Linked DNA regions of Zea mays: region 2 is linked to region 1. Evidence: chromatin contacts called from public Hi-C data. All regions are on one chromosome and are shown on one strand. The core of a region is the stretch at or near the end of the contact, and the rest is flanking DNA. Distances in the headings are between cores, read along the strand shown.

Evidence for each region. Hi-C and Micro-C count contacts between places; a contact is called where the count stands out from the background.
Region 2: a contact with region 1 is called in a Hi-C map of ear, with 5 times the contacts expected there. The contact joins the promoter of LOC103653389 here to the promoter of LOC103653384 in region 1. A contact is called at or near these places in 2 of 25 Hi-C or Micro-C datasets (ear and tassel).

The regions. Positions count from the first base shown.
Region 1 is chr4:73,075,915-73,080,795 of Zm-B73-REFERENCE-NAM-5.0, forward strand. It overlaps LOC103653384 (endo-1,3(4)-beta-D-glucanase-like), which reads left to right and starts at 2,544. Exons shown (of 7, transcript NM_001301451.2): 1 at 2,544-2,840; 2 at 2,966-2,987; 3 at 3,127-3,244; 4 at 3,399-3,486; 5 at 3,621-3,710; 6 at 3,796-3,896; 7 at 3,985-4,349. The coding sequence starts at 2,606. The coding sequence ends at 4,125.
Region 2 is chr4:73,617,839-73,622,719 of Zm-B73-REFERENCE-NAM-5.0, forward strand. LOC103653389 (xyloglucan endotransglucosylase/hydrolase protein 24) reads left to right here and starts at 1,971. Exons shown (of 3, transcript XM_008680309.3): 1 at 1,971-2,337; 2 at 2,459-2,658; 3 at 2,754-3,329. The coding sequence starts at 2,041. The coding sequence ends at 3,132. LOC100277574 (AUGMIN subunit 1) reads right to left here. Exons shown (of 5, transcript NM_001151095.2): 5 at 4,389-4,809. The coding sequence ends at 4,699.

The DNA.
Region 1 (4,881 bases), core at 1,294-3,793:
ACGCGCGCAGGCGCGCGTTATACACTAGTTTCGTAACAAATTTCAACTGAATCCACCAATTTCTTTTGGTCAGAGTCTGTGGCTTCAGGCATATAAAATCATTTTGTTATTGTGCATGATAAGATCATTTTGTTTAATTGGAACATGGAGAACCACTCGGAAAAACAGTACAACTATGAGGGTGGTACGTAATGCTCTTATCTAATTAATTAGGGAAGCTAATGTGTGAGAATCTTATCCGAAAGGGGCAAGAGGGGAAGTGTTGCGCAAGTATAGTGTTGGCTAGAATTGTTGTGATGGCATTTCAGACTGTGGAAAATACCTATACCCTTGTAAGTGCAATCAAGCCCTAATTGTGGGTTTTGATGATAATGATCATACAATTAGATGACTAATATGTTTCTAAGCATTGTGACAAAAAAGCACCAAAAAGGGAGAAAACTCATGACAATGGAGGGACACCAAAAGCTTATAAATATGTTGTGTGCTTTATTTATTTCATAGTGTAGAGTTGTACTATTAAGATATAGTGGATTTGTCTGTCATTCTTGGTTCACCAATGCTCAAACACCATAAAATACCTCTACCTAAACCCAGATAGCCAGTGCCAAAAGTTTTAGATCATTTTGACCTTTCTGGCTTGCGTGGCATTGCCGCGCACCGGTACTGCCGGATTTTAATTAACCGTTGGAATTGGAGAAGCTTCGACTTGTTTATTCTTTGTGTCTCCAACAGTCACCTGCTGCGTATCTTGACATAGGGATATGGCAGAAAGGCTACTTATACCTCCTTGTCTCTTTTGAAACCCTCTTTCCATCGCTCCATCCTCTTGCTCAAATTTCTGGATGCTCTCCCACTCAAACTGAGAAGAACACTTAGAATAACAAGAACCCTAAGTCTTCTTCAGTTCACCTTTGAGCACTGGAGTTTCTCAAGACTGGCATTCACCTCTTGATTCTTGGAGCTTGCTTCTAACCGACGTGTAACATCCTCCACGAGCTCAAGTGTTGTTGTAGCCTTGGATTTCTGTAAGTCACCTCATTTATAGTGAAAAACGCTCCCATACTAAGAGTGAGAGATCTTGGTTTGAGACTGAGGAAGGATGTATGACCACTTTGCCTTTGTGGCTCTCCTCAACAACATGAAGGTAGGCGGGTCTTTGTGGCAAGCTGAACCACGAGATAAAATATATGTCAATGTGTGCTGATCTGAAATGTTTACTTGAGTTGTTAGGGTTTAGTAGTTCGTACTTGAACATCTTTCTAGGACGTGCTCTCTGCTTCCTGTGCTTCTCTAGTTTTAGCTTCATATTCAAGGTATAAGTTAGTTATATATTTTGTTAGAATTTGCAAAAGTTTGACATCAGTTTGAGTTTTAAGGTTATCCGGTACTGCCAGGCTTAGAGCAGTAGTGTCGTTCAGGGAGTTAACATTTTCTTGAGATGAATTTTTATAGGTAGCCTATTCAGTCCCTTCTAGACGTACCAGATCCTTACACCTCTCATCCTGAAACCGTAGCGAATTTTCTCATTCTAGGACATATGTCTTGGAGCATTCGAAACAATGAAAGTTCATTAAACATGTATATTTTTGTGCTGCCACCGTGTACCAGGTTGGATGTTGAAGGTAGTTGCACTGCTGCACACGTGCCCAAGGGCAACGCCACGGAGGGCAGAGGGGGGCAATGTCCCCATAATACTCTCCTAATTCTATAAGAGCCACTAATTTTACCAGCTAATCCCATGTTAACAATGTAAAATACCTCTCAACAACCCCCTTCAATTTGATTTGTCCCTCCTGTACTTAAATCATGGCTTTGCCCGTGCACGTGCCCCTCGTGGCATCATTGCCTATAGGGTCAAACGGTAATGATTTGCATTTCCTTTCCTCTGCTGTTTTGTACTCCCTCCATACCAAAATATACCAAAATTTAATTCGTTTTAGATTAATCATATTATCATTAAGTAACATATTAATGTAGTTTTCACATATGTATATATATTCATTATCATTTAATTGAATGTGGACGAAAAAAATAGGCTACAAAGAACTATGTTTGATACTGACGGAATATTTTATAAAGTTTGTTTAATTACCAGCAAGTATAGGCGGTGCTGTTTGAAATATCTCTCTCCTATTCGTAGAGGTTCTGCTCCAATCCGTAATCCGCATTCCACAAGCACATCCACATCAAGCTAGCTACTCCCTACGTTATTTTTTATTTGTCGCTGTTTAGTTCACATAATAAATTGACAGACGATAAATATTCGAAAACTAAAGTAGTATTTAGATACGTTTCTTAATCAATTTTTTTATTAAAAAAAGCTGGTGCGGCTCTAAAGCGTGCGCGCACCAGTTGCTTGCTCCTGCCATGTGCTGATTGGCGCGCCCACATGGCATTGTCCATAACAAAATTTAAACCGCGTGATGCGTGATGCGCCATGTCTCTTCCCTGCTCCGGTGCTCCCTCCCCACCAAACCTACCCGCTGCCCCTGTGTTATTTATATCGCACGCAACGCCGGGATGCGGCAGCCACAACACATCCCACAACCATTATTCTTGTTCCACTGCATCAGGTCGTCCAACTCTCCAAGCGGCAAGCGCCATGCCTTCTTCCGCGCAGGTTCTGCTCTGCCTCGCCGCCGTGCTCGCGGCGGCGGCGGCCACCACCGCCGAGGCGCACTCGCAGTGCCTGGACAACCCGCCAGACCGGTCCATCCACGGCCGCCAGCTGGCCGAGGCCGGCGAGGTCGTCCACGACCTCCCTGGTGGCCTCAGGGCCTACGTCAGCGGCGCCGCGAGCTCGAGCCGCGCCGTCGTCCTCGCCTCCGACGTCTTCGGTCCGTACCACACGCTCTCGCAGTTCTCTCTAGTCGTTTGGGCATACTTTTTTTTTTAAAAAATAAAATTTGGACAGCAAGCTCTCCTTTCTTTCTCCCTCTAATCGATTATTCCTGGCATGCAGGGTACGAGGCGCCATTGCTCAGGTACATAGCTGCATCCGTTCGATTCCTGCTCCTCCTCCTTCTCCGGCGTACCCCAGTTTTAGGAGACTTGTAACAGACAGAGCATATGTATTCCATCCTTGATTTAGCTGAAATCTGTGGTTGGTGTTCAATAACGCAGACAGATAGCAGACAAGGTCGCCAAGGCAGGGTACTTCGTCGTCGTGCCCGATTTCTTGAAGGGAGACTACTTAGACGACAAGAAAAACTTCACGGAATGGCTCGAGGCTCACTCTCCGGTCTGTTCTATGCACTTTTCGTTACTCTGTCCCTATCAATATATATATATATCGCCATCATCTTTTTTTTTTCTTCTTCGCGTCGCGTCGCATCGCAAGAAACTACTGCAAGCAAAATTGATTGGTTGGTTGGGGATCCTATCGATCTTTACAGGTGAAAGCTGCGGAAGACGCTAAGCCACTGTTCGCCGCTTTGAAGAAGGAAGGGAAGTCCGTCGCGGTGGGAGGCTACTGCTGGGGAGGTATGTGACATCCACGCCAACTGAAACGAACACTCCAACTCCTCCATTTAGTTCAGGCAACACATAGAGCGTTCTGTTTCTCACATCCGGCCTTGTTGCTGCTGCTTCCTCTTCACTGGCATGGCACTTGGCAGGGAAGCTGAGCGTGGAGGTGGGGAAGACCAGCGACGTCAAAGCTGTGTGCCTTTCGCACCCGTACAGCGTCACTGCCGACGACATGAAAGGTGCAGTGCAGTGCAGTGTGCTCCTCCTCTTCTTCTATGCTGCGTCACTAGCCTCACCGCATGTGTTGGTTCGAAATCGAAACAGAGGTGAAATGGCCGATCGAGATCCTGGGGGCCCAGAACGACACGACCACGCCGCCGAAAGAAGTGTATCGGTTCGTGCATGTGCTGCGTGAAAGACACGAGGTGAGCTCCAAGCTACGACTGATTGCAATGACACTGTGTGGATCGGATACCGGCCAGCTCATTATTCTAGTGGTGGTGGCACACACAGGTTCCCTACTACGCCAAGATCTTCCAGGGAGTCGAGCACGGGTTCGCCTGCAGGTACAACACCACCGACCCTTTCGCCGTCAAGACCGCAGAGACGGCCCTCGCCTACATGGTCAGCTGGTTCAACAAGCACCTCAACTGAATGAAGCCTGCACTGCACCCACCAGACTGAATTCAATAAACCACTGCAGTGCTGTGATATTTTGTTTCGATTCATGGCTCCCCAGATTGATTTGTCATGGCTAAGACCTCTACTACTGTAATTTCCTTCATTTTTTGTCTCTTCAAACTCTCTGTATTCTTTTTTTTGCTTTTTATGATCGCAATAAAGTTCAGTAGGGGTATACCCCTCCTGTTTGCTTCAAACCGCGCCTGACTCTGTCTGTCAGTCCATCTCCACGCGCCTCAGGTGACGCTGGGCCAAGTCGTGGAAATGGCTAACGGGCCAGGAAGCCTAGTGCGCTTGTATCTGGGCTGGACTGGGCCAACTGAACCGGCTCTTTGTCGTCTCCACCTACGCGCGCGTGGATACAAGCAGAGCCACGGCTCTTTGTATCGGTACTAGCTTGTACGAACATCAATGATCAAACCCTTCTAAACTATGAAATCTATCGTCGCTACCTAGAGCCACACAACTCATGGTTTTGAAAAGCCATCGCACTACATGACGCTTCATTTACGACGACCTAGGTTGGTTGCTAAAAACGCATTCGGTTGGTCAGAGCGATCTATACGGATGGTTTTTGCAAGTGACGTCGCTAAAAGTTTTAGCGACCGACATCTTTTTAGTAATCGATCGTCTGTTGTTGATATCGTATATTTAGCAACCAACAGAAAGTTGTGGTACTGACAGTTGTTATTACCAATAATAAATAGTCAATTAGCATTTAACAACGAC
Region 2 (4,881 bases), core at 721-3,220, 540 kb after region 1:
CCCAGGGCTCGGACTCAGCCTCGGCCTCGGAAGACGAACTCCGCCTCGCCCGACCTCAGGGCTCGGACTCAGCCTCGGCCTCGGAAGACGAACTCCGCCTCGCCCGACCCCAGGGCTCGGACTCAGCCTCGGCCTCGGAAGACGAACTCCGCCTCGCCCGACCCCAGGGCTCGGACTCAGCCTCGACCCTGGAAGACGGACTCCGCCTCGCCCGACCCCAGGGGTCGGACTCAGCCTCGACATCGGAAGACGAACTCCGCCTCGCCCGACCTCAGGCTCGGACCCGCCACGTCACAGGGAAGGCCATCATTACCCTACCCCTAGCTAGCTCAGGCTACGGGGAACAAGACCGGCGTCCCATCTGGCTCGCCCCGGTAAACAAGTAATGATGGCACCCCGCGTGCTCCATGACGACGGCGGCTCTCAGCCCCTTACGGAAGCAAGGAGACGTCAGCAAGGATCCGACAGCCTCGACAGCTGTACTTCCACAAGGCTCAAGCACTCCTCCGACGGCCACGACATCACATGAACAGGGCGCCAAAACCTCTCCGGCTGCCACGACGGCATGTACTTAGGGCTCTAGCTCCTCTCTGCTAGACACGTTAGCACACTGCTACACCCCCCCATTGTACACCTGGGCCCTCTCCTTACGCCTATAAAAGGAAGGTCCAGGGCTCTCGTACGAGAAGGTTGGCCGCGCGGGAGAATGGGCTGGCGGACAGTCTCTCTCTCACTCTCCCACGTGGACGCTTGTAACCCCCTACTGCAAGCGCACCCGACCTGGACGCAGGGCAACACGAAGACCGCGGGTTTCCCCTTTTGCTGTTTCTCACCCCCCCCCCCCCCCTTCGTGCTCTGTCTCGCGCCGACCCATCTGGGCTGGGACACGCGGCGATAATTTACTCGTCGGTCCAGGGACCCCCGGGGTCGAAACGCCGACAGGCGTACACTCGGCAAAGGGGTCACCTAATACGCTCGACAAAGGGGAACTCTTTGCCGAGTGTCGGTACAGTGGACACTCGGCACAGGCTCCGTCGCCGTTACCCGTCGTCGTGACGGTGACTTTTCTTTGCCGAGTACCGGTTGACACTCAGTAAAAAGTATTCGAGAAGTCGTTGCCGATGTACAGTTCGCTGAGCTTTCTTTGCCGAGTGTCACACTCGATAAAGTCTTCGCCGAGCGTTTTTCTAGCTTTGCCGAGTGCTTCAGACACTCGGTAAAGAAGTTATTTTCGGTAATGCATGCATGTAAAACAAAGAGTAACTTATTTCAAGCATTAACAGGAGCATGCATCGTCTCAAGGCCAGCTAGAATGTCTCGTGCTCGTGCCATTTCAGTACGAGCTAGTAGTTTTAGACCATGCCATCAAAAAGAAAAGGTAGCACTGAACACTGGAGACACGCACAAACGTAAATCAGCTAGAAACTTGGATGTCTGAATTCTGCGGTGAAACTTCAGAGCACATATTTGACTCTCCGCGCGCGGATCTGCACGCCGATCGAAGAACCAAGGCAAACTGGCCACAACGACGACGCTGGCTGAAATTAAACCCTCTTCTCAGAATAAGGTTTCGTCTCAGAACTTGTCGACTGATCCGCACATAATCGTCCTCAAGTATTCAACTTGCTGAAGAATCAACTACTACTACGTCTGTCAGAAGCCACACAGTGCATGGGGCGGCTCACAGATTGGTGCTCCATGCATAAGATCCCTCGAACCAATTAGTCAACTCTCATGATCTCTCTCGCTTTAATTGAAATCATGATAAACTTTTTTATATACACCCACTTACTCACCAACTAGCTAGATGGCGATTCTCTCAAATTTTTCTTAGATCTTAAGAGAATAATCAAAGTAGCTATGCTATAGCTATCCCAGTCCCAGGTCCCAGCTAGGTTAGCTAGATCTTGTTTGCGCTACACAGGACCCTAATCTCTACTTCCTCCTCCTCTCGATCTGAAGCTATATATATAAGTTATTAGCATCACTTGGATCAAACGAAAGCGTCCTCACACACTACCCACTCAGCAACTCACAGCCATGGGGCAGGCTAGTAGGGCTCATCAGCTCCTAGCCTCCCTGGCGGCTATCTACGTCACCCTAGCCATCAGTATCACCCAGCACCATGTCGCCGGCAACATGACCGACGACCTCGAGATAATGTGGGGCAACGCGAAGGTCGTCACCGACGGCAGCGGCCAGCAGGCCATCGCGCTGGCTCTTGACCGCTCGACGAGCTCCGCGTTCCGCTCCAAGAAGACGTGCCAGTTCTGCAGGGTTGACATCGAGATCAAGCTCGTCCCTGGGAACTCGGCCGGCACCGTTACCACGTTCTATGTAAGCATATATATACATCTCTGAGGATGATGAAATAATTGAACAGATAAACTGTTCTTGCCGTATAGCCACACCACCGCTACTAGCTTGTGCCGTGATTGATCTGGTGACGCGTGTACAGATGATAACCGAGAACCCGTGGCAGTTCCACGACGAGATCGACATCGAGTTCCTGGGCAACAGCAGTGGCCAACCCTACACCATGCACACCAACATGTACGCCAGAGGACAGGGCGCCAGAGAGAAGCAGTACAAGTTCGACTTCGACCCCACTCAGGATTACCACAAGTACACCATCATCTGGAACAAAGATTGGATCTTGTAAGCTCCCTTTCTCTAATAAGTCTCAGATTTATCCATGCAATATATCATATAATGACTGTATATATATATTCTGATTTCTGAGCTGCATGCAGGTTCCTTGTGGACGACAAGCTGTACCGGCAGATCAAGAACAACCAGATAGACGGCGCCCCGTACCCGTACTACTACCCGATGAGGGTGTACGCCACCATCTGGAACGCCGACGAGTGGGCTACGCAGGGCGGCCGGGTCAAGACCGACTGGTCGCAGGCGCCCTTCACGGCGTACTTCCGGAACTACAGGGCCATCTCGTGCAACTCGTTCATGGCCTCCCCTCTGTGCCTCCCAGGCTCCGGCTGGTTCGACCAGCAGCTGGACGAGTCGCGGAAGCAGCAGCTGGCGCAGGTGGACTCCAGTAACAAGATATACGATTACTGCACCGACTCCAGGAGGTACAAGAACGGCCTCCCGAGGGAGTGCCAGGTACATTAATTAGCTGCGAAGTGTGTGCTTCAGCAACTGAAGAACGATCGAGAGGATGTTAGAGTTGTGTTGGGGGTGATTATTGAGTGATTCGGCAACATTCTTTTAATTATATAAGGAATTTTCTACGGTACCCTTAAGAGAATGTGAACCGTTTTTACAGGAAACAAGACTGCAAATGAAAATATATTTTACAGTCAAGTAGACATTTTCTTCACTATTATATTTACAGTTTACAGGAAACAGGGTAAGGCAAGACAAGGAACATCTGTTAGCACCAAGGGGTAGAATAGCGTTATCAGAACATTTAAACAAGATGTGCATCACAATTTATACATATAGTAGAGCTCGCACTCGTAGGATTTCGTCTTCACATTTGTAGGATACCATCGATCTGCTTCCTGCATTGAAAATATAATTCTAAGAAACTGTTGCCATGCAATGCAACAATGTAAAAATAAATTATACACATCAAACAATGTCCTGTAGAAAAAACATAATGTGAAAGGAAAAAAAAGAATACAAATTTCTCATAGCATTAAGAAAAAATGAAACATGCTAGCATTATATTGGACAAAGTAGACATATCAAGCAATCATTTGCAGCCTCTTCAAAAATCTGCCCAGGAATATATGGCGCGTTTATCCTTAATCTGTCTGCCTTCCATAAGTATAGCCAAAGTCTGGTAAATAGCGTATCTCTTGGCTAGAGCATTAAGAGATTCAATATTAGAACTAAGAGTTAGTTTGAAAACTTAAATCCCCTTCAGGATTCTCAGAGATTGATTCTCAGAGATTGAGAAGGAAATTAGATCCCCCTCAGTCCCCGGAAACCACAGAGGAGATTTAAGTTTCTAAACTAGCTCTAAGGGGTGTTTGATTCTCTTGACTAAAGTAGTTCGCGTCACGTAAATGTTCGAATATCAATTATAAGTACTAAATATAGGCTTAATTAGGTTTAATAAACTTGTCTTGTTTTTTAATCTTTATATGTGTAATTAGTTTTATAATTAGACTATTTAATACCTGTATTTATCATTCATGACAGAGACTAAACTTTAATTGGGTGGAACCAAACACCCCCTAAATATCTAATGCCACCGAAAGATGTATTGCCCTCATCCCACAGTCCACTATTTTAACAAAAACAATATCTTAATCATACATAAATCACAAAATACAAAGTATTAAATTCAGTAATTGGGTTTTGTTTCAATACTTGAATGAAATTTGGTATGTATATGGTAGAATGCATGAAAGGAAAGAGAAACAATAACATCCATACTATATCACAACTGTATGTATGTCCACTAAAACATCGCACAGCTCATCTCTAGACAAACTAGTCATCCAAAATCACATCAAGGCATCACACACACATACACAGCAGGCCAAGATCTCTGGCGAGTGTCTTGGTTGTCGCTAAGATCATTACTGCGACAGAACTTAATTTCTATGGCGAAGATAGAGATGTTACACAATTATTTAACAAAGTCACAAATTACAAGGAAGTTAATTACCATTTCACCTTCAATCGATGGCAACATATAAGACACAGCAAACAAAACTATGCACATTATAGGCCACTTGTGGTTAGAGCAGATTGCAACACATCTTCTAGGTACTTCTCTGCGGCTGCATACTGCCTCTTTTTGTCCTCTATAGCTAGTGCAGCTAAAGCTTTATCCTGATTACAAATTGACAAAGTAACCGATAATTAGTAATGGATTTCATCATAAAAACAAGGAAACAAAAGCTA